Linked DNA regions of Mus musculus: all the other regions are linked to region 2. A link is a contact called in public Hi-C and promoter capture Hi-C data. All regions are on one chromosome and are shown on one strand. The core of a region is the stretch at or near the end of the contact, and the rest is flanking DNA. Distances in the headings are between cores, read along the strand shown. Region 1 overlaps Gm15286 (a long non-coding RNA gene). Region 2 holds the start of Slc38a9 (solute carrier family 38, member 9). Region 3 holds the start of Hspb3 (heat shock protein 3).

Region 1 (3,841 bases), core at 1,220-3,719, 1.0 Mb after region 2:
TCCCAGAGAGGTAGATGAGAGTTCCACATCTTGGCAGGCAGCAGGGAGAGAGAGCTATTGGTCCTGGTTTGAGCATCTGAAACCTCAAGCCCTTCCCCAGATACTTTCTCCAACATGGCCACACCTACTCCAACAAGGCCACACCCCGTCCAACAAGGCCACACCCACTCCAACAAGGCCACACCTCCCAATAGAAGTACTCCCTGATACTATGGGGGGTCATTTTCATTTAAACCACTACATTTACCTTCACCACCACCACTGCCACCGCGCTGCCACTGCCACTGCCACCACTACAATGTGTGTTCTTTGTTTGCTTGCAGTGTTGGAGATCAATCCTAGGCCTTGGACATGCTATGCGACACTCTAAAGCTGAGCTCTATCCATAGCACCTGTGTCATTTCACAATTTAAACATAGCTCTCGTTGGTTCAAAGTGTTCTGCCTTCCTGAAGTCTAACTTTCCAGACACCAGCCACTGCCCCACTTTGCAGGCATTCCTTTCTGAGATCCACAATTCCTGGCCCACCACATTCATCTTTTTTTGCACATCCCCTTGGGGAAGATGAGTTTGGAATTGAAACTACTTTGTCATTAAGGAAGCCTCTCTACCTGTCACACACCAGCTCTGTATAACGTCTTGATCTCTCCTTCAAAGACACAGATTTTACCTCTGTCACCCGATAAACTCTATCACTACAGGATGCAGGGCAGCATACTCCTACTATACGGTGTGACAGGACATTACCCCTCTGGCTTTTCTCCCCCAAAAACATCCCTCTAGTCCAGTCACAGGAAAGATACCACAGCAGTGCCAGCCAAAGGAACTTTCCTCAGAATAGCCGATCAATTCACCTCAAATAGTCAAAAACATAAAAGTTGGGCTGGTGAGATGGCTCAGTGGGTAAGAGCACCCGACTGCTCTTCCGAAGGTCCAGAGTTCGGCTCCCAGCAACCACATGGTGGCTCACAACCATCTGTGACGAGATCTGACGCCCTCTTCTGGAGTGTCTGAGGACAGCTACAATGTACTTACATATAATAAATAAATAAATAAATAAATCTTTAAAAAAAAAAACATAAAAGTTACGGTTTGGAAAACTCACAGGCAAGAAGAGCCTGAAGAGAAGACAACAGACAACTTTCCTGAATGTGGCCCAGGACAGAAAAAAAGACACCAGATAAAAACTTGGGGAAATTAGGTGCATTAATTAAAATCAATTATGACATACAATTTATCGACTTTGGAGAGCATGTTCATAAGGAGGGAGGATGTATAGAAAATGGTCTGTTGCAGCTGGGCGTGGTGGCACACACCTTTAATCCCAGCACTCGGGAGGCAGAGGCAGGCGGATTTCTGAGTTCGAGGCCAGCCTGGTCTACAGAGTGAGTTCCAGGACAGCCAGGACTATACAGAGAAACCCTGTCTCAAAGAAAACAACAACAAAAAACCCAAAAAAGGTCTAACCTTATTATTTTTCAGTAAAGTTGAGTTTATTTGTAAATAAATCTTTTTTTTTTGTGTGTGTGATGTGGTTATTTACTAGCAAGTTTCCATAATAAAGTTCATCAAACATATCATTCTTTGTATTATATTTCGTTTTAGAGTATAATGTTTTGTATTTACTTCACAAGTACGACATTTATGTATCTTTACATGAGAACATGGACCTCCATGAGATGGAATCAGTAACTTGAGCAAGTGTGAATTTTAATACCCCAAGAACTGCTAATGATGGGATGGAAATTAATGCTGTTGCCATTTTGTCTTTGTGGTCACCATCTGTTCTCATATAGAAACAACCTCGTCCCTTGGGGAATCACCTAGCTAGTAGATAACTGATAGTTGTATACAAAGATACTGGAGGATCCCCAAAGGGGCAGGAGAGAAAGTTTCTCCTCTTCTTGCCCCATGTTATAGGTGCAGGGCTGCCTGATACGCACAGGTGCAGCGAGCCAGAGTCTTGAAACAGGAACCACCGGCTTCCCCCAACGTCCCCCTCAGTCCCCGGGCGGCCGGGGGGGGGGGGGAGAGTATGCTACAAACTTCCTTCTCCCCTTCCCTGCTGTTTCTTGGCAGGAAGTGGTTAAGGGACCATTTTCAGGTCAGTCAGTGACACCCTCCTGGTGAACCTTAGTGGGTAGAAATAAGATGTTCTGAACTTCTATTTCTAATTGGCTGCCATCTATGCTGCAAATAAAGCTGACATAAGGAAAACGAGGCCCAGGAGGATTGTGGGAAACTAGAGTTGAAGCCACATTTGTATCTTCACCTGGGCACTGTCCCAGAGACGGGAGGCGCTGTTAAACTGTTACTTTCAAAGTCATCCCAATACCTACCACAATAGGAAATGAAGGGGTGTGTGTTCCCTCTCCCTGTCCTTTAGAGACTCGGGGTGTACAGATGCCCAGTTTAATCAGTTTGTCAAGACTTCCCAGTGCCCCTGTACTGCAAACGGGACACACTCAGAGAGAAACAAGCAGGACAGGGTGGTGGCGGCTCCTCCCGACTGCCCTTGCACCCTGGGCCATGGCTGAGTTTATCTCTACAGCCTTCTTATCAGCTCTATTAACTATGTAGTATTCTTCCAATACTTGCTTCTCCGATTAAAGTTACTTGAAATCTATTGCTGCTGTTTGCAAGCAAGAACCTCTGCTTACCACCAGGCCATGGACCTTAGTGGCCAAGCATGCATGAAGTCGGAGGTTCAGTCTCTGGTTTCAGAGGTCAGGGAGCTTGTATATGAAATTCTCAAATAATAAAAAAAAAAAAAAAAAAAAGGAAAAAAGAAATTGAAAAAAAAAAGAACCTTTTGTTTTGTTTTTCTTTTTGAACAATGTGAAAAAGACTTTTCAATAATGAATGGTTTCTCTAGCCTCAAGTGGGACAAACAGAATATATATATATATATTGTGTGTGTGTGTGTGTGTGTGTGTTAAATGTTGAAAGACTCTCTCACAAAATAGTCAGAGAACTCAGTGGAGGGGGGAACCCCTTTTTCTCATGGGGTAAGGGAAGGGAGTCAGATCAGGCCTTACATAGAAGTAGCAGAGGGTGAAGCGTTATGAGACCATCAAAATTTTATAAGAGAGAGAGAGAGAGAGAGAGAGAGAGAGAGACTTGTGTGTAAATAGAAAAGTGTGAAAAAAAATACATGCTGAGATTGAGCCTGAGCTGAGAATAAGATCTTTTAAGTGTGAACAAAATTAGACCTAAGATTAAAGAGAGGCCTGCAAGATGGCTCAGTGGGGAAGGCACTGGCCTTGTGAGCCCAATTACTTGGGTTCCATCCTGAAACCCATGTAAAGGTGGACAAAGAGAGCCAACTCTTGCACATCGTCCCCTGATCTCCATATCATGGTATGAGTACCTATACTCATACATGTGTATACAGCATACACACATACAGCATACACACATACATACATACATACATACTTACATATGGAAGAAAATTTAAAAAGACAAGAAGGAGTAAATAAACACTTATTGAGGAGAAAATAAAAAGAATAGATGAAGAAAGGTTTTGGAAGTAAAGTTGGATAACTGGGTAAAACAAGTTCTTAAAGTGCCTCAGTTGGCCTTCCAGGGTGTTTTAGAATTATTCTAGTCTGAATTCTCTCCTGTGTAGTAGTGAGCTGTCCCAAGATTTGGGAGTGGACAAGGCAGCCAGGCTGAGCAGTGGAGTGGAGAGCAAAACTCCAGCCCCAAGGACAGTCACTGAAAACAGGGCAAAAAGTATGGATTCTTCCAGGTTCTCACAGCTTTGTGCAGATGGAGATGGAGCAAGGCAAATGAGAGCCATATGGGGAAATGGAAAACAAATATCAACATGGCAAAT
Region 2 (3,599 bases), core at 505-3,004:
AGCAGGCGATATTTTGGTAAGAGTTTATCTACCTCTGTAGTATTAAAAAAAAGGGAATTGTGTCATTCAAAAACAGCAGCCTGGTAGATGCAGTTATTACACGTGTATCTCTTTTCTCTATAAGTCCACTAGGGTCTACTAACACACATATATTCCTTCTTTATGAAGACTTTACCGGTGTGTTAATAGCTAATAGCCATAATTCTACAATTCTGATGTTACAGGGCGGAGGAGGGGGAGGCGCATTTTTCTACTCTGCTTAACTAATGCTTCAAAGAATGTTAAAATCTGGCAGTGATGGACACAACGTAGTCTAGAAAGCACCAAAGCAATACTATGACAACAAAGAACTTCTCCTTTTCCTAGATGAGCAACACTAGATTTTCTGAAGTTGAGTTTTAGATTAAAACAAACAAACAAATAAACAAACCAAAAACTACTAGCAAAGCACTAAAGTTTAAATGTATTATAAAAACACAGGCCTGCTAAAAATTTTTAACCTCTTATAATTTTTTTCCTTTTTCCTATATCACTAGTGTTGGACATCACTATGTGCACCATAACACCTGTTTTTTTTTTTTTTTTTTTTTACAAAGGTGCAATGACCCATATACACGCTGGGTCTTCATGCTTGCAAGGTCAGCACTTTAGAGACCAGCCATTTTTCTAGCCCTGGGTTTCAGATTTTAAGTCTCACTATTTAAACTGGAGACCATCCGTTCCCCTGGCTCACCTAAGTCCTGGGCTTACAGGCTTGCCCCATGTCTATCTGATTGTAGTTGTTTACAAGGCATACAGGTTTCTCTTTAATTTACAAGTTTCTTTTGATCTACTGAAAAGTTCTGTTGAAAACAAATAACAAAACCCCAAATAAATAGCGAACAAACAAAAACTTTTGTCTGGTACTCCACATGCCACTTCTTTGTTATATTTGAAGGCATGGAATAGGAAAACAGAGAGTGACCTCAACAATAAATGAGGCACTGCCAGGGGATCCTTACAATTAGGTTTTGGGCAAGTTGGCTAATAACTGACTGATGGATAAGCAGATGTCTTCAATTTTTAAGACATCCTGATTTGTAAACCGAGGAGAAAACGTTTGACTAGCTGCCTCACAACTCCAGTATTTCAAGACAGCCAACACAGCATTGCCACCCACAATTAGAGCAGTCAGTCACTCATGGGCTGGGGAAGTAGCTTGGTGGTAGAGCGACTTCATTGCCCAGCCCTGGGTTGCATCTTCCAGCACCTGTCCCAGCACAAGTGAGTCAGAGTCAAACACCAGTGTGGTAGGCACAGCAGGGGCTTCCGCTCCCAATTCTCCTCTCTAGATCTTTCTCTATCCCTGCAATAATCCCAACAGTCCTCTCACCCCGGCTTCGGGTGTTCATCTGCTGTAACCCTTCCTGCCTTTTCCCAGCAGACCCAGACTTTCTCAGCTCCCGCGGACTCCCCGTACTTGACCCATTCGAGGGACCTGCGCCACTCTGGAGCAGTGTCCCTAGCCCGGGGCTTGGCTCTCCCGGCATCCCAAAGACCCCTCCGTGCTGACAGCCCGATGGCTGCAAACTCAGCCCTTCCTTCCTCGCCTGGGCTCCCTCTTGGACTGTCCCAGGGTGAGTTTGCCAGGAGCGAGAACGTGTCTACCTCAGCAGGCCAATCCCTCTACGTCGGAAAACCAGAGCAGGAGGCGAAGACCCTTTCACAGACCTCTCAGTTGGCAGCGGCTTAGAGAGAATAGTCCTCTAAACAGGAAGAGGCAACGGCTTAGGCCGCGGGGGATGGCGGGGGATGGAGTCCTAGGAAAACACAGTCCACCGCTTCTGTGAAAGCGCCGCCATCTGAAACTACAACTCCCAGAGGGCTCTGCAGCAGCCGGCCAGCCTATCAAAGAACCCCGCCCTCCAGCTCCGGAGGCGGGGTCGCTGAGCAGGTGCTCGAACATCTGACCGGCTGGGTTGTCTTCTCCTCCCGAACTACCTAGGAAGAGAGAAAAAGAAGAGATCTCTTTAGGTGCTTTACAGCATCACAGGCCACGTGAGAACAAGATGATGTGCCTGACGTCCCTGGTGACGTTTTTCTCAGGCTTTCCTGGCTCGTGTTATGTTCTTAGGTCACGCCCTTGGATCCCGAGGGAAGCTGGATTGGGGTGGAATGGGGGAGTTGTTAATGAGCATTGATTTTTCTCCTGTGGTCTTCTTGTTTGTTTTGTGTTTGTTTTGGTTTGTTTTTTGTTTTGTTATTCGAGACAGTTTCTCTGTGTGTCCCTGTCTGTCCTGGAACTCACTCTGTAGACCAGGCTAGCTTCAAACTCAAAAGATCTGCCTGCTTCTGCCTCTGCCTCCTGAGTGCTGATATTAAAGGCGAGTGTCACCAGTGCCAGGTCTGGGTCTCTCTCTCCCCCTGGCCCTCCCCCTGTCCCTCCCCTCCCCACCCCACCTAAAGTCAATGTATGTTGGTAATGAAGTCATCTCATGGTAAGATCCCTAAGACTGATATGGCATGTCTTAAAACCAGGGCTCTATAAAGAAAGCTAACATTCAAAAGCAATGTGCTGTAATGTGATCAAGACCCCAAGACCTAAACTTATCAAATAGTAATGAATTCCAAGAATTTTACATTTATCATTTTGTAAAGTCTTTGGAAACTTCATGTTTTACCTATTTTTACCGATAATGAAACAGTCTTAGAAAAGTTGTGACATGGCAAGGCTAGACAGACTTTCAAGTGGCAAAATATCTGGAATTCAAACCAAGGTCTTCCAAACTCTGCTCTCAAACTCTTCTAAATATCCGCTCTGATACTGAGGGCTTAAAATTGCAAGTAGTAGTGAATGGTGCCTTTTAGGGAGATACAAGTTATTTTGTTGACAGTGTTCTTGTTCCAAAAGGCTTACAACTGCATCTGGCTGTACATCTGCATCTGCATTTGAAAATGAATGATACATGATTTTTGTAAGTCTCTGTAATAGGAAAATTTTCTTTTTCCTTTCTTTTTTCTTTTTTTCCTGAATTCCAGTCTGAGAAAACAGTTTTAGTCAAGATTGGAAAGAGCAAAATAAATAAGCACCTTACAACTGCTGGAGAGATACTTAAAACCACAGTAACAAAATTGCTGAATTTGATAAGGCAGCTCTGGCCAACTCCCACTTTCAGGTAGTGGTGACCTTAAAGATGGCAGTCTACATTCTTGACGAAGGTCACTGGCACCAGAGGGAGAAGAGACCTTCTCAAGAAATTGTAACTGCCTAGTGTTCTTGAAGGTTTCCTACAAGGTTTTACCTTGGTTTTATGGGCAAAACCTTGGTTTCATGGTTTCTTGGCTCACAGGGCAGTGCTTGTCCAAATATTTGAACACATAGTCATAGCTACAGGCACAAGGTCTCAGTTCAAGCAAGAAATAAACAGACTAGTACTGTGCCAGGTTTCCCACTAAGAAATCCTTAATAATACATTCATGTACTATAGAATAAGATTTAAAAATTTCTCAAGATACAGATAGATCAACAATTGAGAACAAATTCTAAGACACACTTAGCTTGAGTTTCCATTGCTGAAAAAAAAAAAAGCAAGTCGGAGAGGAAAGGGTTTATTTGGCTA
Region 3 (3,490 bases), core at 136-2,635, 1.0 Mb before region 2:
CTTTTATCCTTGAGAAGAGTTTTTGCTATCCTCGGTTTTTTGTTATTCCAGATGAATCTGCCGATTGCCCTTTCTAATTCGTTGAAGAATTGAGTTGGAATTTTGATGGGGATTGCATTGAATCTGTAGATTGCTTTTGGCAAGATAGCCATTTTTACAATGTTGATCCTGCCAATCCATGAGCATGGGAGATCTTTCCATCTTCTGAGATCTTCTTTAATTTCTTTCTTTAGAGACTTGAAGTTCTTATCAGGAATTCAAGCCCATACCTAAACATGATAAAAGCAATCTACAGCAAACCAATAGCCAACATCAAAGTAAATGGTGAGAAGCTGGAAGCAATCCCACTAAAATCAGGGACTAGACAAGGCTGCCCACTTTCTCCCTATCTATTCAACATTGTACTTGAAGTCCTAGCCAGAGCAATTAGACAACAAAAGGAGATCAAGGGGATACAAATTGGAAAGGAAGAAGTCAAAATATCACTTTTTGCAGATGATATGATAGTATATATAAGTGACCCTAAAAATTCCACCAGAGAACTCCTAAGCCTGATAAACAGCTTCAATGAAGTAGCTGGATATAAAATTAACTCAAAGAAGTCAATGGCCTTTCTGTACACAAAGGATAAACAGGCTGAGAAAGAAATTAGGGAAACAACACCCTTCTCAATAGTCACAAATAATATAAAATACCTTGGCAGACTCTATTTTTATGTAGCACATCTTGAAGAAGTTCCGCGGCAGCTGCCTCAGTCTTGGCCAGTGGAAGGACAATGAAAGGGTGCTCTAGTTGAGAAATGATGTGCAGTGAGTGTCTTTGCCCATTCAATAGCATGGTGTTGATTAGATTCATTCTTTGTTTTCTGAACCTTAATATGAAATAGTTGAACGCTTTGCATTTTGCCCTCTGCTATTGACTATTTCTGTCAGTCCTGAGCTCCCAGGCTCCCTCTGAAGTTGCACAGTCTTCTCGCTTAGTCATCCCATCTCATTTTGCCGAGTCAGATGTACAAACACCAGCTGATGTGGTTCAGGTGTCCTTTAGGCACAAAAGAGTAAAAAGAACGGAATAGGATCCGAACTTAGCTGGAGTTTAGTAGCTGTTTGAAATTGATTGATTTCTCATAAACCAGAGTTAGAATCGTCTCTCCCCGAATGGAATTTTCAGGCAGAGGGAGAGGCTTGTACTGAGATGATTGCACACTTTGCAGGTCACACGGTGTGATCTTCAAGCGCTGCTTCTGGTTTCTACTTTGTGTTTTGGGGTGAACAAGGCAGACAGGCCTGCCAAGGCTAAGGGAGCGTGCAAGTGCGATCCCTGCCTGGCCCACTTGTACAGGCTGTGAGCTAAATGCAACTCGCAGAGGCGGCTATAAATAGCCATTCATTGTCAGTGTGTGTGAAAAGACAAGAGTCAGTGTGCCGGTCTGATTCAGCCCCAATTAAGCTGCCGTCTGGGCAGGACTGTAAACGGAGCTGCTAGGACTAAGAATCGAGTCCGCAGGCAACGCCAGAGACTAGACACTCACGGAAGGGAAGTGGTTCAACGCTGGAGTCGCCTCTGCTATGGCAAAAATCATTTTGAGGCACCTCATAGAGACCCCAGTGCGTTATCAGGAGGAGTTTGAAGCTCGAGGCTTAGAAGACTGCAGACTGGATCATACACTATACGCACTGCCCGGGCCAACCATCGAGGACCTGAGTAAAGCCAGAGGCGCAGGCACGCCACAGGCTCTGGCAGAGGACTCAGCCTCCACGGAGAAGCCACCCGGAGAAGGCAAATCCCGTTTCCAGATCCTGCTGGATGTGGTCCAGTTCCTGCCCGAGGACATCATCATCCAGACCTTCGAGGGCTGGCTGCTGATCAAGGCACAGCACGGAACCAGAATGGACGAACACGGGTTTATATCGCGGAGTTTCACCAGACAGTACAAACTGCCAGATGGAGTCGAAACCAAAGATTTGTCTGCCATCCTCTGTCATGATGGAATCTTGGTGGTGGAAGTCAAAGATTCACTAGGGACCAAGTGAAAGCCTTTTGGTTGCTCTTCATACCCCAGGAAGGAAGATGAAAGCCAGGGACACCCCGGGAATGCTTAAACTTTTGAGATGGATTGCTGTCACTTTTATGAGGATTAAAAAAAACCAAATGTATCCACCGTTCCTGGTATGTGGAGGTTGTCTTTCTTATTGGTAGCCAGAAAGGAAGGTTTTCAAATGTGTTTGTGCAGTTAGGAGTGCTGCTGCTTTTACAATGAAGCCACCTCAGAGCTAGCAGACTGTGGTTGGTACTAGAGAATGCTCAGCCTGGTTTTTGATGAGTCTAAAATTCCACAGAGGCCATTTGGACAACCCATGGCAAACCAGTCCTTGTCAGTAAAGAGATCTGATTTTTCCTCACTGTATGAAAAGTTTCTGCATTGCTAGAAAGAGGGGGGAGGGCTTCAAAGAGAAAATTTTATTTCTGTATACTATAATTTACGGGACCTGGGTCTGAATCTAGTTAAAAGTCACAACAGTTGTTGCTCATTTAAACATCAGTGGGGATCTTCAGGTATTTTAGTTTTTTAAAAGTTCCCATATAGACCACATATAGTTTTCAAAGCTAAACTGAACCCTACCAGAAGTTTTGCTGCTAGACAATGTATACTACTTGCTTTGGTGTTATATTTGTTAGCCCAGAGTGTATAGTGTCTCGTATGCTAGGTGTGGGAAACTAAAACGTTGCATTGCTGGGCTCAGGAAATCTTAATGCTCGCTATTTTGAAGGGGGGATGGCCAGTGCCAGCGTCTGCTGTCTCTACTGGTCGAAAGTTTTAAATAACCTTGCGGCCAGTGAGGAACCTGAGCTCACGCAGCCATGAGAGCTGGGTGCATAGTCTGGGGCAGCACATGCTTGTCAGGACTCCCTTAGTGCCTCTGTTCTCCCAAACTGCTGCTTTGACTCTGGATGGAGCTGGTAGAGGTTAAGAAAGGGAGGCTTGCCTTCAGCAGCTGCTCGTAGGCATTTAGAATATGTGCTAGCTCATTCTATGCATCCTAAATACTTCCGTGGAGAAAGTGGCCGCTTTCTGTTTCACTGGGTGCTGAATGTGAGCTCACAGGGAGAGAGGCCAGGCCAGTGCTAAGAATAGAAAGAAGATCTCAGAGTGTGGCTGTCACCTGTGTGGAGGCAGACAGCTGTCATGGTGCTCCTCCATCTTGCCTCTCCTCTCTTCAAGCTAAAACAGGGAAGTTGGGGAGTCAGTAAAAACCAGAAATCAAACAGAGTCTGGGGTGACATTTGCTACTTTTTGCTAACATCGAAAAGATGTTGGAGCATCTGTTTATATGAAATTCGTGTCTAAAGCTGACGTTTGGGGTATGAAGTCTAGGATGAGATGTTTTTGTTTGAGAAATTGAAACTTACATGAACAGTGGGGCACAACAAAGCTAACCAGTGTGAGTGGGATACCAGATGCTAACAGGATGAGAAGTGGGATACAATG

Evidence for each region. Promoter capture Hi-C pulls out the DNA fragments that hold promoters and counts their contacts. A called contact is a pair of places that touch in the nucleus more often than the background predicts.
Region 1: a Hi-C map of B cells shows a contact between it and region 2, with 8 read pairs. The contact joins the enhancer-like site here to the promoter of Slc38a9 in region 2. A contact is called at or near these places in 3 of 39 promoter capture datasets (liver and pre-B cells) and 1 of 484 Hi-C or Micro-C datasets (B cells).
Region 3: a contact with region 2 is called in a promoter capture Hi-C map of neural stem cells. The contact joins the promoter of Hspb3 here to the promoter of Slc38a9 in region 2.

Annotation. Positions count from the first base shown.
Region 1 is chr13:111,632,974-111,636,814 of GRCm38.p6, reverse strand. The region is part of intron 2 of Gm15286 (a long non-coding RNA gene); the gene reads right to left. Among named protein-coding and RNA genes, the nearest start is that of Mier3, 51 kb to the left of the region's middle. Within about 2 kb of position 2,469, at least 71 of the 459 cell types and tissues checked have an H3K27ac peak or open chromatin away from gene starts, as enhancers often do. A contact at or near this core is called in B cells, where this site is marked.
Region 2 is chr13:112,658,921-112,662,519 of GRCm38.p6, reverse strand. It overlaps Slc38a9 (solute carrier family 38, member 9), which reads right to left and starts at 1,754. Exons shown (of 15, transcript NM_178746.4): 1 at 1,648-1,754.
Region 3 is chr13:113,661,571-113,665,060 of GRCm38.p6, reverse strand. Hspb3 (heat shock protein 3) reads left to right here and starts at 1,385. Exons shown (of 1, transcript NM_019960.2): 1 at 1,385-2,165. The coding sequence starts at 1,569. The coding sequence ends at 2,033. The region is part of intron 1 of Gm34586 (a long non-coding RNA gene); the gene reads right to left.